4 separate regions of the Mus musculus genome follow, and regions 2, 3 and 4 are each linked to region 1. A link is a contact called in public HiChIP or PLAC-seq data. All regions are on one chromosome and are shown on one strand. Each heading gives the region's core, a stretch centred on a gene start, on an enhancer-like site or on the middle of the called end of the contact. The rest is flanking DNA. Distances are from core to core; before and after follow the strand shown. Region 1 has its middle 22 kb from the start of Dgkz. Region 2 overlaps Phf21a (PHD finger protein 21A). Region 3 holds the start of Mapk8ip1 (mitogen-activated protein kinase 8 interacting protein 1). Region 4 overlaps Atg13 (autophagy related 13).

What was found. HiChIP or PLAC-seq counts read pairs in DNA pulled down with a chosen protein or histone mark.
Region 2: a contact with region 1 is called in an H3K27ac HiChIP or PLAC-seq map of microglia, with 7 times the contacts expected there. The contact joins two enhancer-like sites. A contact is called at or near these places in 4 of 39 promoter capture datasets (HPC-7-derived erythroid cells, liver and maxillary cranial neural crest), 1 of 15 datasets of contacts at CTCF or cohesin (the NIH/3T3 cell line), 1 of 484 Hi-C or Micro-C datasets (cerebral cortex), 3 of 115 datasets of contacts at active chromatin or transcription factors (bone marrow-derived macrophages, microglia and stem cell-derived neural progenitor cells) and 1 of 9 other capture datasets (macrophages).
Region 3: a contact with region 1 is called in an H3K4me3 HiChIP or PLAC-seq map of forebrain, with 6 times the contacts expected there. The contact joins the promoter of Mapk8ip1 here to the enhancer-like site in region 1. A contact is called at or near these places in 10 of 39 promoter capture datasets (the 3T3-L1 cell line, cranial neural crest, embryonic stem cells and 5 more), 1 of 484 Hi-C or Micro-C datasets (embryonic stem cells) and 13 of 115 datasets of contacts at active chromatin or transcription factors (acute myeloid leukemia, bone marrow-derived macrophages, craniofacial prominence and 7 more).
Region 4: an H3K4me3 HiChIP or PLAC-seq map of bone marrow-derived macrophages shows a contact between it and region 1, with 3 times the contacts expected there. The contact joins two enhancer-like sites. A contact is called at or near these places in 4 of 39 promoter capture datasets (the C10 cell line, embryonic stem cells, macrophages and 1 more), 6 of 115 datasets of contacts at active chromatin or transcription factors (the 230-238 cell line, bone marrow-derived macrophages, fibro-adipogenic progenitors and 3 more) and 2 of 9 other capture datasets (adipose tissue and liver).

Annotation. Positions count from the first base shown.
Region 1 is chr2:91,970,513-91,974,001 of GRCm38.p6, reverse strand. It overlaps a transcript of Dgkz not described here. Among named protein-coding and RNA genes, the nearest start is that of Dgkz, 22 kb to the right of the region's middle. Within about 2 kb of position 1,586, at least 145 of the 459 cell types and tissues checked have an H3K27ac peak or open chromatin away from gene starts, as enhancers often do. A contact at or near this core is called in acute myeloid leukemia, adipose tissue, bone marrow-derived macrophages and 7 more, where this site is marked.
Region 2 is chr2:92,272,272-92,276,214 of GRCm38.p6, reverse strand. All of the region lies in intron 6 of Phf21a (PHD finger protein 21A), which reads right to left. Among named protein-coding and RNA genes, the nearest start is that of Mir1955, 82 kb to the right of the region's middle. Within about 2 kb of position 2,619, at least 61 of the 459 cell types and tissues checked have an H3K27ac peak or open chromatin away from gene starts, as enhancers often do. A contact at or near this core is called in bone marrow-derived macrophages, cerebral cortex and microglia, where this site is marked.
Region 3 is chr2:92,399,154-92,402,624 of GRCm38.p6, reverse strand. It overlaps Mapk8ip1 (mitogen-activated protein kinase 8 interacting protein 1), which reads left to right and starts at 1,362. Exons shown (of 12, transcript NM_011162.5): 1 at 1,362-1,596. The coding sequence starts at 1,499.
Region 4 is chr2:91,694,748-91,698,456 of GRCm38.p6, reverse strand. Atg13 (autophagy related 13) reads left to right here. Exons shown (of 17, transcript NM_001355419.1): 2 at 2,458-2,539. The coding sequence starts at 2,471. Among named protein-coding and RNA genes, the nearest start is that of Atg13, 14 kb to the left of the region's middle. Within about 2 kb of position 2,091, at least 55 of the 459 cell types and tissues checked have an H3K27ac peak or open chromatin away from gene starts, as enhancers often do. A contact at or near this core is called in adipose tissue, bone marrow-derived macrophages and macrophages, where this site is marked.

The sequences.
Region 1 (3,489 bases), core at 337-2,836:
GGCAGGGCTGTACAGGATGAGGCCATGCTGAGGCTGGCCAGCGGTCTAGTCTTCTCCCCAGAACTGGGCAAGGCATTAAGGCAAGGGGAGCCTCTGGGTCTGGAAAGAGAATGCAGCTCTAGGCCCTTTGAGCCTTCTGTGGTAGAGGAGGAGGTGTAAATCCGGAGAGGCCTGCTGCACTCTCTTCCAGGCTGTCCCAGGGCTGTCAGGAGCTCAGGCCCACCGTGACCCTTTTCACATCCTCTGCCTGCCACTTTCATAAAGCTCTAGCTCACAGCTAAACCTCCAGTCCTGCTGTGAGGAGTGGCTAAGAAAAGCAGTTGAAAGCCCTTCACGGAGAGAAAGGGCTTTCAGGCAGAAGTGTGGGGGCAATGAATATGAGGGTGGGTGGGTGTGTGCAAGCGGAAGCAGGACTGAGGCCAGGCTGCTTCTGACGCAAGTGAGGACCACAGGGGCTTTCAGCAGGATTGGAGAAGATGCTAGGGAGGAGGGGCCTGACGAGAAGTACCTCTGGGCTCTTTCCAGAGCCATCATAAGCTAGCAAACAAAACAAGTTTGGATTTGAGAAGGGTCAAAGGGGACCTAGTTTCCAATAAATCCCATCAGAAAGGGCAGGACAGTATGTAGAGCCCATGTGTCTCACATGTGTATCTGGACTGGGGAGAAGCTATCCCAAGCACAGAAGGAGTCCTAACCAGTTAGGGTTGGGTTCAAGAGACTTCTTGCAATGATGACTCCAGCTAAGGAAGACAGAGGGTATGAGGGATGCTGTGTTTGTGGACCACCTCCAATGTTATGCCCAGTAGGTACCAAACCAGATCACCTAAGTATGTCTTTTTAAATGAATTTTTTTAAGAAAAGATTAAAAAAAAATGTGTGTGTGAGAGAGAAAGCCTGCATGCCAGATGTGTACAGGATCCTAAAGAGACAAGAAGGTCAGATGCCCTGAAATTGGAGTTACAGGCAGTTGTGAGCCACCATATGTTCCTGGGAACTGAACTTGGGTTTTATTCAAGACCAGCTCATTGCAGAACCATCTCTCCAGCCTCCTAAAATGTATTCTTAAGGCTGGAGTTGTAGCTCCATGACAAAGTGCTTGCATAGCATGGGTGGGATCCTAGGTTCAATCTCTTAAGACCTCAAGAAAAAATAAATAAAAAATAAAATGGTTTCTTAAAGCCTTGGACTCGGGTTAGAGTCTCGATCTGGATCTGTAAACCTCTCCAGTAATTCTGGTAGCCCTGTCAGTTTGAAAACCACTTGTTTGTACCTATGGAGACGTCAAAGAGAAAGATTCTGGATAAAAGAGGGTACAATGGATATTATTTGCTGGGTGTGGCTGGCAGAGGTATCCCTGTACAGATTCAATCATGGCCCAGACGCTCTGGCCCTGCCGACACACTGCCTGACACGGACTTAGGAGGCGGAGGCTCAGACTTTTTCCTCGACAAAAGTAGGATCCTGCACAAGGCCAGACAGTAAATATTTCAGGCGTTGGAAGTCACGTGCTCCTTGTCACAGCTATTCAGCCCTGCCAGTGGTGCACAAAGCAATCACAGGCAGCGTGTAAAGGAATGAGGGCGCCTGGCTTCCTCTTAAGTTTTGCTTACGGACCCTGAACTTTACAACTCGTGTCATCTCACTGTCGCAAACTATTATTCTTTTGGTACTTCCTGTTTCTCGAAATGTTGAAACCATTGAAACCATTCTTAGCTCACGGGACCCTACACAATCAGGCAGTGGGTCGGATGAGGCCCTGGAGCCATGACTCAGTAGACAGCACACTGATGCGGTAATCCACCTGGGCAGAGACCATTCCAACACGGGCAGCAATTTCCACACATGGGCACATGGGCTTGGGGTCTGAGGGTTTGAGGGTTCCCGGAAACCAGCGCTGACTCTTCTGAGCCTGTGAAACTTTCACCTCTAACCCTGTTTCCTCATATGGAAAATGGGAACAATAGTATCCACTCAGTAGTACGGCTTGAAGGATATTATAGACAAGCGGCATACAGGGGAAGTAATGAACCGCCCCCTAGATCTCTCGCTAGAGTAAGACCGGTTAGGGAGGTCCAGGAAGGATGGTGGATGCTGCCTCTGAGCAGTGATAGTGGGAACAGAGGCTAGCAAAGCTAGCCAGAGACTGAGAGCAGGAACTGAGCATGTCCCAGCCCCCACTGCCCCCTTTCCCCTCCACCCTTCCAGGACGGCTAGTGGCGCCAGTTGGCAGGGAGGGTGCCCCCTGCAGCGGGCACAGAGCCGCAGGGACACAGCTCCTCGAGGGAGGGGCACCTGATCCTACTCTCCCTGCTGCTATTTACCAGAAGCTAAAAATAACCCTGGAGTGACAGGGAGATGGGGCCGATTTGTAATTTAAATAGCAACAGGATAAAGCAAGAAGCTTGCAAGAGATCACATTCTGTCCCGAATTAAAAATGCAAAAACCGGGGGCAGAGAGCTGAGCTGGAGCAGGGGGAGGGAGGGGACTGCTGCCAAAGGAAGCCGGAAGCCGGGGGTCCGTCCATTTTCCTTCCTTGCCAAGAACGGGAGCCCAGGCCCTGACCAGAACTCTTTCCTCCAGTCACAGGTTCACGCAGAAGAGGGAATGAAAGGCCAGAGCCTTCAGAGTCCAAGGGCGGGAATAGACTCATTCTAAGGCCTTATAGCAGCAGTTGGCCGCCCAGAAGAGGGCTTCACCAGAGGATGTGTCCCCAGCAGCTCAGATGCCAGATGGCATAAGCCGCTGAGTATGCCCAGGCTGCCTGGAGGTAGCTGTGGCTTTTGAGGAGGTTCCCAGGGGCACTTTGGAAGAAGTGAGGGCCAAAGAAGTTTTTGTCTCAGTCAGTACATTTTCACATCAGGGCATTCAGAAGAGCCATAAAGGACCAGGGCCCAAGGACAAGGGTCAATCCAGGCTGGGAAACCTCTTTGGTGATGTGGAAGGGAGTAGGGCAAGAGAACGGACTCTTGCAGGCCTTTGAGATCCACAGATGATTGTGGAGGAAGTTGTGCACAACAGGGTTGGAGTTCCCTGAAAGCCACAAACATGGACTATTGTGGTTCAGAGAAGTCAAACAATTTCTTAAGATCACACAGCAGAAACTTATCTGATCTATTTCATTCCAAAGCCATTTCCCTAACCATACTGGCTTCCAGGGGCCTGGCCTTTCATCCTGGAGGGTCTTTTCTTTGGGCTTCTTACTAAGTAATGGTATCTGGGAAGGATAATGGGACATGGGATAGGGGGTGAAAGACTGAAAGATTTCTTTAAAATTTGAGCTTGTGACTCTACCAGGGTGTGGGAGGAATGTCAGGTACCTACCTGTCCCGCATTAGGGGTTTTGTGGAATCCAAACTGGGGCCAGAAGGGAGACTCTAGAGCAGACCCTGCTGAACCCCAGAAAGAGAGCCATGTAAGCCCCTTCTTCCTTTCAGTGCAGGGATCCTAATAGAGGCAGAGTGTCTTCCAAATGATGACAGTCTGGAAAC
Region 2 (3,943 bases), core at 1,370-3,869, 300 kb before region 1:
CAAGGTACATTTTTAGCTTTTATTTTCCAATTTCTTGAGTGAGTGTCAAAACAAGGACATTTTCTCTATGAGCTGTTACTCTGATCAAAAATGCTTCCTTTAGCCGGTAGTGGTGGCGCTCGCCTTTAATCCCAGCAGTTGGGAGGCAGAGGCAGGCAGATTTCTGAGTACAAGGCCAGCCTGGTCTACAAAGTGAGTTCCAGGACAGCCAGAGATACACAGAGAAACCCTGTCTGGAAAAAACAAATAAATAAAAATGCTTCCTTTATTGTATTCGGACATGTCATTGTCTTTTCTTAATCTAGATGAATATTTTCATCTAGGGCTTTTTCGCTGAACATGTGGAGACCAGCCTGGTCTACAAAGTGAGTTCCAGGATAGTCAGGGCTACACAGAGAAACCCTGTCTCAAAAAAAAAAAAAAAAAAAAAAAACACCTGATTTCATACTAGCATCTGTACAAAGAATTTAAATACATAATAAGAAGTGTTCTTTCTTAGCCTGAGATGTAGAAATACTTTTCCTTATTCTACTTTTTTAAAGCTTTCTGTATGATGCTGACGACCATGCTGGGCACACATATGCCACCCTGTGCAGGTAGGGGTCAGAGAGCTCTATGGATTCTTTTCTCCCACCGTTATGTGGGTTTCAGGGATCGAACTCAGATCGTACGACTTAAAAAGCAAGTGCCTTTACCTGCTGAGCCTCATTAACTGATTTTTTTTGAAAATACAAATTTTACTGTGTACATTTCATGTACAAGATATAAAACACATGTATACAGTAAAATGGTTACTGTAGTAACAGATATGAACACGTCCATCATTTACCTTACCAGCCAACCTTCCAACACAGCAGTAATCTACTTATATCAAGCTATCCTGAATGCAAGACACTCCTATTAACTATAATGCTCACTGTTAACCTCATTCTACATATTTGCTCCTTTGTACATTTCTCCAGTCACTTTTAAAAAAATTTTTTATTGCTATATATTATCATTAGTCTACTCTCTGAATGTACCTAAAAATAATTTTTAAACAGCCTTGAATGTAAAACCAGAAACATAAATTTAATATTTTCAAACAATTGTATCATAAATAACAAAATCAATTTTCACTAAAAATATAGTGGCACAAGTCTTTAATCCAAGCATTTGGAGGATTTCTGTAAATCCAGTCTAGCCTGGTATACATAGCAAGTTCTAGGACAGCCAGAACTACATACACCTTCCCCCCCAATCAAAAAGTGATGAAATATTTTATGTTCTCATTCAACTATTTTTAAATCTTTTTAAGATCACATTTTAAAGAACTTGAATATTTTTTTCTTCCATACAATAGAGGGAAAAATAGGGGAGGGGAAGATAGGAGGAGAAAGGGATGAAGGGAGAGGAGAGGAATGAGAGGAGGAAGGAGGGAGGAGTGAGAAGGGAGAGGGAGAGATTCTAAGAACAACTTGTACTCTGGGCAAGATGTGAAGGAAATGGGGGTAACTGATCAGAGAGAATCCTGACACACCTGTATTTTCTCTCAGGTCAGTAACTGACACAGCAAACAAGATAGAACCATGAAGAACTCCAGTGCCAGAGTTCTCGGAGGACTAGCATGTCAGGCAGTACTGAGCACCTAGCGCACAGTCTATCAGGGAGCACATGAGCTCAAACCTGCAGAATTATTTCTTCCTGTCATGTGGCCATTTCAATCAATGCCTGATCCTGAGTTTTGTTCTGCAATACATCCATTCCAAACTCTCCTCAGCAAGTCTTTTGCCTCCTGCCTGTGTCAGAAACATGTTTTCTTAGTTCCCAACTGCAGTAATAACTGAAGCTACCCATCTTTCTTTGTTGTTGTTGTTGTTTTTTAATACTTTTTATTAGGTATTTTCCTCATTTACATTTCCAATGCTATCCCAAAAGTCCCCCATACCCTCCCACCCACTCCCCTACCCACCCACTCCCACATTTTGGCCCTGGCGTTCCCCTGTACTGGGGCATAAAAAGTTTGCAAGTCCAATGGGCCTCTCTTTCCAGTGATGGCCGACTAGGCCTCTTTTGATACATATGAGCTAGAGTCAAGAGCTCTGGGGTACTGGTTAGTTCATAATGTTGTTCCACCTATAGGGTTACAGATCCCTTTAGCTCCTTGGCTACCCATCTTTCACAGGCCTGCCAAGTTCATAATCAAGAAACCACAGTTTGGACTGATATGTCACTTCCTTGGCTAAAACAGACAGACAGACAGACAGACAGACAGACAGACAGATAGACAGACTGACTCAGAGCTGCAAGCGTAAGAGAAGGCTAGTGGGAACTATACTCTTTAGGAGAGAAAAGCAGCACAGACGTACTCTGTCTAAAGCAGACACATGTGGAAGACGAAAGGCTGTGTGTTTCCTCCACTGTTTGGGTCTCAGGCTCTCTTCAGATTAATAGGTATGGAGGCAGGTCAAATCCAGAGCACCTGGCTGGGACTCTTTTCCTCTGGTTTTAACTCTGAGACCAAACACTGTTCAGAAAAGTACTCAGTAATTTTTTCTCTTCCAGAGACTTTATTATTAGCACTCTATTCAAAGTGAAAGTATCCCTGAATACTCAGAAGCGACTCTCACTCAGAATGAGACATGAATGCCTGATTAAAGCTAGCAGCAGGTTTGAGGTCTAGATTGTAATAGGGTCACATAGCTACCCAATTTCCCCAAATGCACAGCTTTTTGTTCGTTTCTACACCAAAATAAAGACAATAGTTTTATTTGCTGATTGCCAAATCAGTCAAAACCTGATCGTAAATGCTGGTTTAAAGAAAAATGTTTGGGCATAGAGGAACAGCTCAGCGTCTGAACACTCCACACTGTGCATGGGAGCCTGGGTTCAGTCTCAAAACTCAGATGAAAAAGGTTGGGAACTGTGCCAATCTCTAGCCGTTTCTCAAACATGGACTGGCTGGCACTGGGGTCTAACTTAGTAAGTCTAGAGCAGTGGTTCTCACCCTTCCTCATGCTGCAACCCTTCACTACAATGCATGCTGTGGTGACCTGCAGCCATAACACTATTTCATTGCTACTTCGTACCTCTAACTTTGCTAGTTATGAATCAAAATGTAAATATCAGATATGCAGGATATCTGGTAAGTGACCCCAAAGGTCTCGACCCACAGGTTGAGATCCACTGGAATAGAACACCATCCATTATCCTTAGGATAACTGCAGCTGCATAAAATGAGCATCTCACAGAAAAACAGAAATGTATTTTCATTTAAATCTTTTCTTTTGGTGCAGAGGACTGAAGTTAGGGCCTTGCATATACCAAACATTCATGATCAGAGTAAACAACACTCCCAACCCAAAACTAAAGACAAAAACACTGAAATCAATTTAAAATGTAGATTTCTATTAGCCAAAGGGCTGCACAGTCTTATCATCTGTGGGCATTGCTGCTCTCCAAGTACACGAACTGTTCACAGAGACAGGACTGCTCAACACAGCACCTGCTTTGTAGCACAGCTGGCCTCGAGCTCTCAAGCTTCTGGGCTTAAGTCACCTAAGCACTGGGATCAGTGCCAAGCCACACCACCACATCTTCACATTTTTAACAAGTTTCACAGGCAAAAAGAAATCCACTTCATTATCATTATTCTTTGATTAGTGAAACTGAATATCAACTATATACTGAGCATTAATGACATGTGTCATCTATCTATCTGCAAGCCACTTCTCTCCAGTTGTATCGTTCTCTGGCTTGTAAGAAAACTACTTCTGAATTTTTCACTCATTTTAATTTACGACTTTACTACATATGTACCTGCAAACTGTAACTGTGTGTGTGTGTTGTTATGGATTGAACCTAGGGCCTCACAACCTCATACATTAGCCAAGTTCTCATTTCAACTACACAGGTCCCAATTATATTTTAATAGCTTTTAAGTATCCTTCTGTAATTTTAATTT
Region 3 (3,471 bases), core at 113-2,612, 430 kb before region 1:
CCTGCTCCATTTATGTGAAGGGCAGGGTCTGTGGCCAGAGGTGACCTGGCAGGGAGGCTCTCTGAGCCACCAAAAACGGGGACTCGAGTCTTGGTAAACGGTGTTGTGTGAGAAAACCCAATAGAGAACCAGGAAGAAAGCACAGCTAGACCCAGAGTGGGTGCAAGGAACAGAAGCAACCACAAAGCTCTCAAGAATCCGGCCCTGGGGATGAGGAAGGTCCTAGGCCTTAGGGTAGGAGAAGCCAGTTCAGGACTGTGTGAGTGCAAAAGGGGTGCTAGATAGAAAACGCAGTGGGAAGACAGGTGCTGAGAACTGGGCACAGGAGTTCACACTAATCCCCCAGTTTAGCAGGAGACTCAAGAAGATTGTCATCAGTTCTTAGTCAGCTGAGGCTACATGGTAACTTCCAGGACAAACTGGAAATGAAAGAAAAACAAGTGATGGGGTAGTCCTGGCATACAGAGGCTTCACAGGGCTAAGAAACCAAAAGCATCACTCAGGTTATCAGGGGTGGTCAGGGCTCAAGGGGGTCTTTGCTGAAGGAGGCAGAGGCAGGAGGATCACGAGTTGGAGGCCAGCTTGGGCTACACATTTTTAGGCCGGGCATGGTGGCGCACGCCTTTAATCCCAGCACTTGGGAGGCAGAGGCAGGCGGATTTCTGAGTTCGAGGCCAGCCTGGTCTACAGAGTGAGTTCCAGGGCTATACAGAGAAACCCTGTCTCAAAAATCAAAACAAAACTAAAGGGTGGGTCTTGATAGAGGTGGCCTTCAGAGATTTCTGCGGGAGGTGATCCCAGTGCACAGGTGGGTGTTCCCAGCTCCCAGGGACAAGTATTTCTATCGTTTTTCTTCCTCCCCATGCTCATGGAGGGCTCATATTCCATTTCACACATGGGAAAGACAAGCCTTGGAACTATGAGGTCACTAATGCAATTCTCCACTGCCTGTTCACTTGTGGAACCAAGCTGTGGTCTTAGGTCACCTGGCCCCATAGCTGACTGCTCTTGGACCCCACTCCACCACCATCTCTCCTTTCTCAGCCATCTTCTGTAACCCTTTTCCTACCCCAGTTGCTGTGGAAGGCCAAAGACGGACTTGGGGAGCAGGATCTTGCCATCCGCTGATGCCCTCGATCTAGGTCCAGCTCTGAGGAGAGCAAAGCTTTGCCAGTGCTTGGAATGTCCCTGGGATGTGTAGGGAGGCCGAGGGGACCCAGGGCCACGGGATCGAAGCGTCAGCACTTCGGAGAGCGCCGGGGCGGGGCGGGGCGGGGGCGGGGCCACAAGACCCCAGCCGGCCCGGGGGCGCGCGCGGGGCGCTCTCGCGGGGGCCGCAGGCGAAGCGGCGCGCTGTCCGGAGCCGCGCCCGCCCCAGCTCAGTCCGAACCCCGCGGCGGCGGCGGCCTCCTCCACGCGCCTCCGCTGCTGCCGCCGCCGCCGCCGCCGCCGCCTCCCGCGCCGCTCTCCGCCCGGATGGCCAGGGCTGCACCCCGGAATGGCGGAGCGAGAGAGCGGCCTGGGCGGGGGCGCCGCGTCCCCACCGGCCGCTTCCCCATTCCTGGGACTGCACATCGCGTCGCCTCCCAATTTCAGGTAAGGATCGAGGCCCGGAACCTCGGGATCCTTGGAGACCCTGAGGGCGGCGTCCTTTCCCGGCCGAGCCCCCAGCCCCCACAACCTCCAGTCCAGGTTGGTGGCCACCGCGTGGCCCCCCGCAGCTCCTTCTGCCATTCCGTGTCATGGGGTGGGGTGATTGAGGTGGATCTGGGGCAGGAACCTGGGAGGTCGCCTTTCCCCTCCACCTTGGCGGGAGTGGGTCTGGGGTTTGGATGGAATTCCCGGTGCAGCAATCCGCCCAGACTTTATCCTGCCGCGTTCAAGGTATCTAACCCAAGGTGGAAGTAGGCTAAGGGGTTGGGGGCCCAGAGGCCCCAATTCAAAACCCTTGGTCCTTTAAGAAGAGTCGTGAACCCCTCTCCCAGCTAGCTTGGCCAGATGGGTCAGATTGCTAGGCGATCTTGGACAGGGTCTTCTGAATTTGGGCAGCTCCCTGGTCAGTTGTATCTCAGGACAGGTGCAGAAGGATTGGCCTCAACCAGTGAAACCCAATTTGCTTGAGGGAGGGGAATCTGCCTGTGGATATCCAGGGATACTGTTGGGGGGTCCCCACTGTGTAAAGACTCAGGACACCGAACTGAGCTCCTCTTTGACCCACCCCTCCATCTGATGTTAGACCAGGTGAATGAATTTCAGAGATGTAAGGCATGATGTGTTGAACCGGTGACTGTCCTCTCTTCACCTTTTCACACACATACACACATACACACACACACACACACACACACACACACACACACACACACACACAGAGAGAGAGAGAGAGAGAGAGAGAGAGAGTGACGAAGAAGAGAAGGGTGTCACTGCTCCAGAATGTAGAAGCTGAGACATACCTCATTGTTTCCCCATCAGGAGCAGGCGCCTTTCTCTCTCCTGGGACCCTTGCTCCAGCCAGGCCCCAGCTGGGCTCTGGCGCCAAGTTGTCATCTATTGAAGGGGTCTCTAGCTCCCAGGTCCTCAGGTGGGCAGACACACACACACACACACACACACACACACACACAGACACACACACACACACACACACACACACACACACACACACACACACACACACGATCTTAAATGGTATGATCAGGCCCTGAATCCTCCAAGGAGGCCCTAAACCCAGCTGAGAGAACCAGAAGGAGGGGGCCAGAGGATGGTTCCAAACCTGAGGAAAGCCTCCAGGCTAATGCTTCAGATTCTCCCTGGTAGGTCAGGCCTTTGCAGGGGAAGAGAATTAGCTGCGAGGGACAGAGGTTCGAATCCTGTTTCCACTGCTTCCTCGCTGCCTGATCCAAGCTTGCTTTTGTCTTTGGTCTCATCTGTGGAGTGGGTTAATTAATATTGATTCCTGCCTGGGAAGGAGACAGTATGCACCAAGTCACTGTTCAACAGGTAGCCGGCCACACTGGCAGAAATCTGTACAGCTTGTTTCTGTCAAAGTGTTTCTCCAGGGTAGTTCACTGAACCTTCACAACCATCCTGAGGGCCCACCCTAATCTGCCCTTTGCTGAGCTGAGGCGATGGAAGATAAGGAAGGCAGAGGGGCTAGCCTAGGAACCACAGAAAAATCTGACTGGAAGGTCAGGACTGGAACCTGAAACCAGGTCTCAGCCTTCTCTGTTCCCTCTCCCTATAGGCCCTATCTCTGGCCCAGGGTAGGCTCACACCCTATTCTGGCAGGAAATTGTTTATCATACAGGCCCGAGAAGCCAAGATGAAGGCTACTAGCCAGGGAATGTGTGGCCAACTCTGGGCTATGTAGAGCGGGGGCAACAGTATAGCAAAAGGCTGAGTGAGGAGTGGGCTGGCCTGCAGGACACTGTGCCCTAGCTGTGAGACAAAGCGGGCTTTGGAGATAACACT
Region 4 (3,709 bases), core at 842-3,341, 280 kb after region 1:
TGAGCTATCTCTCCAGCCCCGTAAGGTCTTTTACTACTTTGATTAAATTAATTAATAAATAGTCTTTGTAGCTGTATATTACTTTTTTTTTTTACCTTTTCTATTTACATAGTTTTCCTTGGTATATGTAAAGGTACCAATTTCAGTATCATACTGAAATTTTGCTGGATTCAATTTTTAAGTGTAATGGTTTCTTTGTTAGAGTATTTAGGGTGTTTATTTATTTTATTTTAAGTCAGTGTCAGTGTCTCTCTACAGAGCCCGAGCTATCTTGGAGCTCCCTCTGTGGACCCTGCTGATCTTAAGTACATAGAGATCTGCCTGTCTCTTTCTCCACAGTGCAGAGATTAAAGGCACTTGCCATAAGGTCCAAATTTTTTTATTTTAATTTTTTTTTAACTTGTAAAGTTGTTCTGCAAACAAGAATGGTTTAACTTTTCAGTTTTGTTTTGTCGAATGTTGAATCTAGGGCCTCACACATGATAGGTAAGTTGTCTACTACTAAGCTGTATGCCCAGCTTATGCCCCTTTTTACTCTTGTTTTGAGATAGAGATGAGTCCACAAGCAAGCTTCAAAATAATCCTCCTCTCCAGTCATGGTGGCACACGCCTTTAATCCCAGCACTTGGGAGGCAGAGGCAGGCAGATTTCTGAGTTCCAGGAAAGCCTGGTCTACAGAGTGAGTTCCAGGACAGCCAGGGCTACACAGAGAAACCCTGTCTCGAAAACCAAAAAATAAATAAATTAAATCCTGCCTCCGTCTTCCAAGCTCTGGAGTCGGGTGCACGGGTCATCATGCTTGACTCTTAACTTCTTTGCCTATTTGAGTGCGTTTCCTTTCTCCCCTTTTTTTCGTGTTTTTATGCATGTGTGGGAGTACATGTATATGTATATATATATATATATATATATATATATATATATGTATGTACAGTGCATATATATATGTGCACATATATATATGTGTATGTACAGTGCATGAAGAAGACAGTTTGATATCAGGTATCTTCCTCAGTTGCTTCTCTCCTTATGTATCAAGTCAGGGTCTCGAACTTGAACTCAGAGCTCATTGATGTGGCTAGTCCAGCTAGCCAGCTTGCTCTGGGATCCAAGGACTGGGATTACAGATGGGCTGCCACATCCATCCAACATTTATGGGATTCTAGGGTGTTTTTTATTTTTAATTTTTTGTTATTTTATTGTACATTAGTGTTTTGCCTGCATGTATATCTGTATGAGGGGGTCAGATCCCCTGGAACTGGAATTACTTACAGTTGTGAGCTGCCATGTAGGTTCTGGGAATTGAACTGAGACCCTCTGGACAAACAACTAGTGCGCTAGCCCAGGTGTGTTGTTTTTAATTTATATGAGTGTACGTCTGTGTGGTGGGGCACCCAGGGAAAACAGAGGAGGCCTCTTAGCATTTGGAGCCAGAGATACAGGCATCTGTGAACTGACGTGGTACTGGGATCCAAATTTCTATCCAGCAAGTGCTCTTAACCATTGAGCTACCTCTCTAGCATTGTGGATGATTGCTCTTATAAGCGTTGTTAGTCCCTGAATTACTGAATAATGTTGGGCATGAAGTTTCAGAAGCGGGTCTCAGGAAGCAAAATGTCTGTCTGTCTTGGAAAAGAAAAGAAAATGGATACTTCATATTTCCAAACATCTTTTACTCCATTACTAGCATGACATTCATGCTCTTCTTTTCCTAAATGTTTTATTCCTTCTTATCATTTCAAACCAGTTCATACACGTTTACCCTAGGCTAGATGAGAGGGTGGGCACCAATGTGCTTTGGAAATTTGTGATCTTCCTTGAGACTGAAGTGTTCCCATATGAGTTCTTTATTCTGAAGATAGCTTTTCCTGTCACTAGCTTCTCAGAACAGATCTGGAGTCTTCAAAAGTGAGAGTGATTGGTGGTCTTTTGAAGTAATGTAGATTAACTCATTTGTGTTAGCAATGCTTCTCATGAAAGTTAGATAAATTCTATTTAAAGCTCAAAGTTTCACAATCTGGCTTGGGTGGTGACTCATTGGGTAAAGTACTTGTTGCACAAGTTTGAGGACTTGAGTTTGAGTCCCTAGAACTCACGTAAAGCCAGGCAGTCATGTGTCTACATCCCTATGGCAACATGGAAGGGTAGAGACAAGTCTCCAGAAGCCCACAGCACTGGAGTTTGGCCCCTCCCCTCCATCATATTCAAAACTTCAGAGTGAGTCTAATTGACCTCATATTTCGTAGGTTCCTAGATATGGCTGCTTGTGTGGGATTAGTTTCCTCAAGTGATAGTATTTTAATGTTTTCTCCTTTGGTATCTTTGAAGGAAATCTCTTCTCCCACTCCCACATGACTGTTGTACAGCTAGTAGGCTCCCGTCTGTGCTCTGACGTAGTGATCTGTTTTTAAACAGGTTAGTCACATTTGTCATCGCTTCTCTTGTGTTCTGTTACAGGTTCCAGCAGGCAATGGAAACTGAACTCAGCTCCCAGGACAGGAAGGACTTGGACAAGTTTATTAAGTTTTTTGCCCTCAAGGTAATATGGCCATTTTCTTGAGCCGGGGACAGCTAGAAATATTATCATACTTCTCCCTTACAGAGCCGCCGTTGGAAGTGTAGCATAACAGCTTGCAGCTTACCCATTTTCGGGGATACTTCTGTCTGTTGTAAACCAAACTGTGAAGTGTGGGGGTGGAGTTGGGGGTGTAACTAAAAAGTAGCTTCCAATTTTCCACAGCTACTTGTTCAAAAAAATTTTTTTTATAAGGCTGTCTGTAGAAATGTCAAAGTGTTATCTCAGGCTGTTGGCACTGTATGTTCCCTTGGGATGGGAACAAAGACTGAACTGGAATGGGCAGCCTTTCGGCATCTTCCTCACTGCTTCAACTAACACCAGAACGTCCAGTGTGTTAGTGACTTCCCTTGTTCTGTAACCAAATTCTTGAAGTAACCTGAGGGAGGAAGCTTTTGTTTTGTCTCATAGTTGAGAGAATGTAGTCTATCCTGAAGGCTGGAGGCTGCTGGCTCATCATGTGGGATCAGGATGCAGAGAAATGAAAATTCCAGCGCTCATCTGGCTGACTCTTGGTTTTGAGATAAGGTTTCACTTTGTAATCCAGGCAGGCCTCAAACCCATACAGTCCCACGTCAGCCTTCCCAGTGCTAGGATTACACGTGTGAGCACTGCTCTGTATTCCCATTTTCCCTTTTCACATTCTGTTTGTTTGTTTGTTTGTTTGTTTGTTTTTCAAAACAGGGTTTTCTGTATAGCCCTGGCTGTCCTGGAACTCACTTTGTAGACCAGGCTGGCCTCAAACTCAGAAATCCACCTGCCTCTGCCTCCTGAGTGCTGGGATTAAAGGTGTACGCCACCACGCCCGGCTTTTTTTTTTTTTTAAGATTTATTTATTCATTTATTATATGGAAGTACACTGTAGCTGTCTTTAGACACACCAGAAGAGGGCATCAGATCTCATTACAGATGATTGTGAGCCGCCATGTGGTTGCTGGGATTTGAACTCAGGACTTTCAGAAGAGCAGTCAGTGATCTTAACTGCTGAGCCATCTCACCAGCCCTTCACATTCTTATTACTCCTTTTGTTTGTGTGGGTGTGTTTGTGGGGGTGTAGGGTGTGTGGGGATGTATACACACATGCACGAATGTGCACATACCACAGCACTTGTGGAAGTCAGCAGACAATTTAGA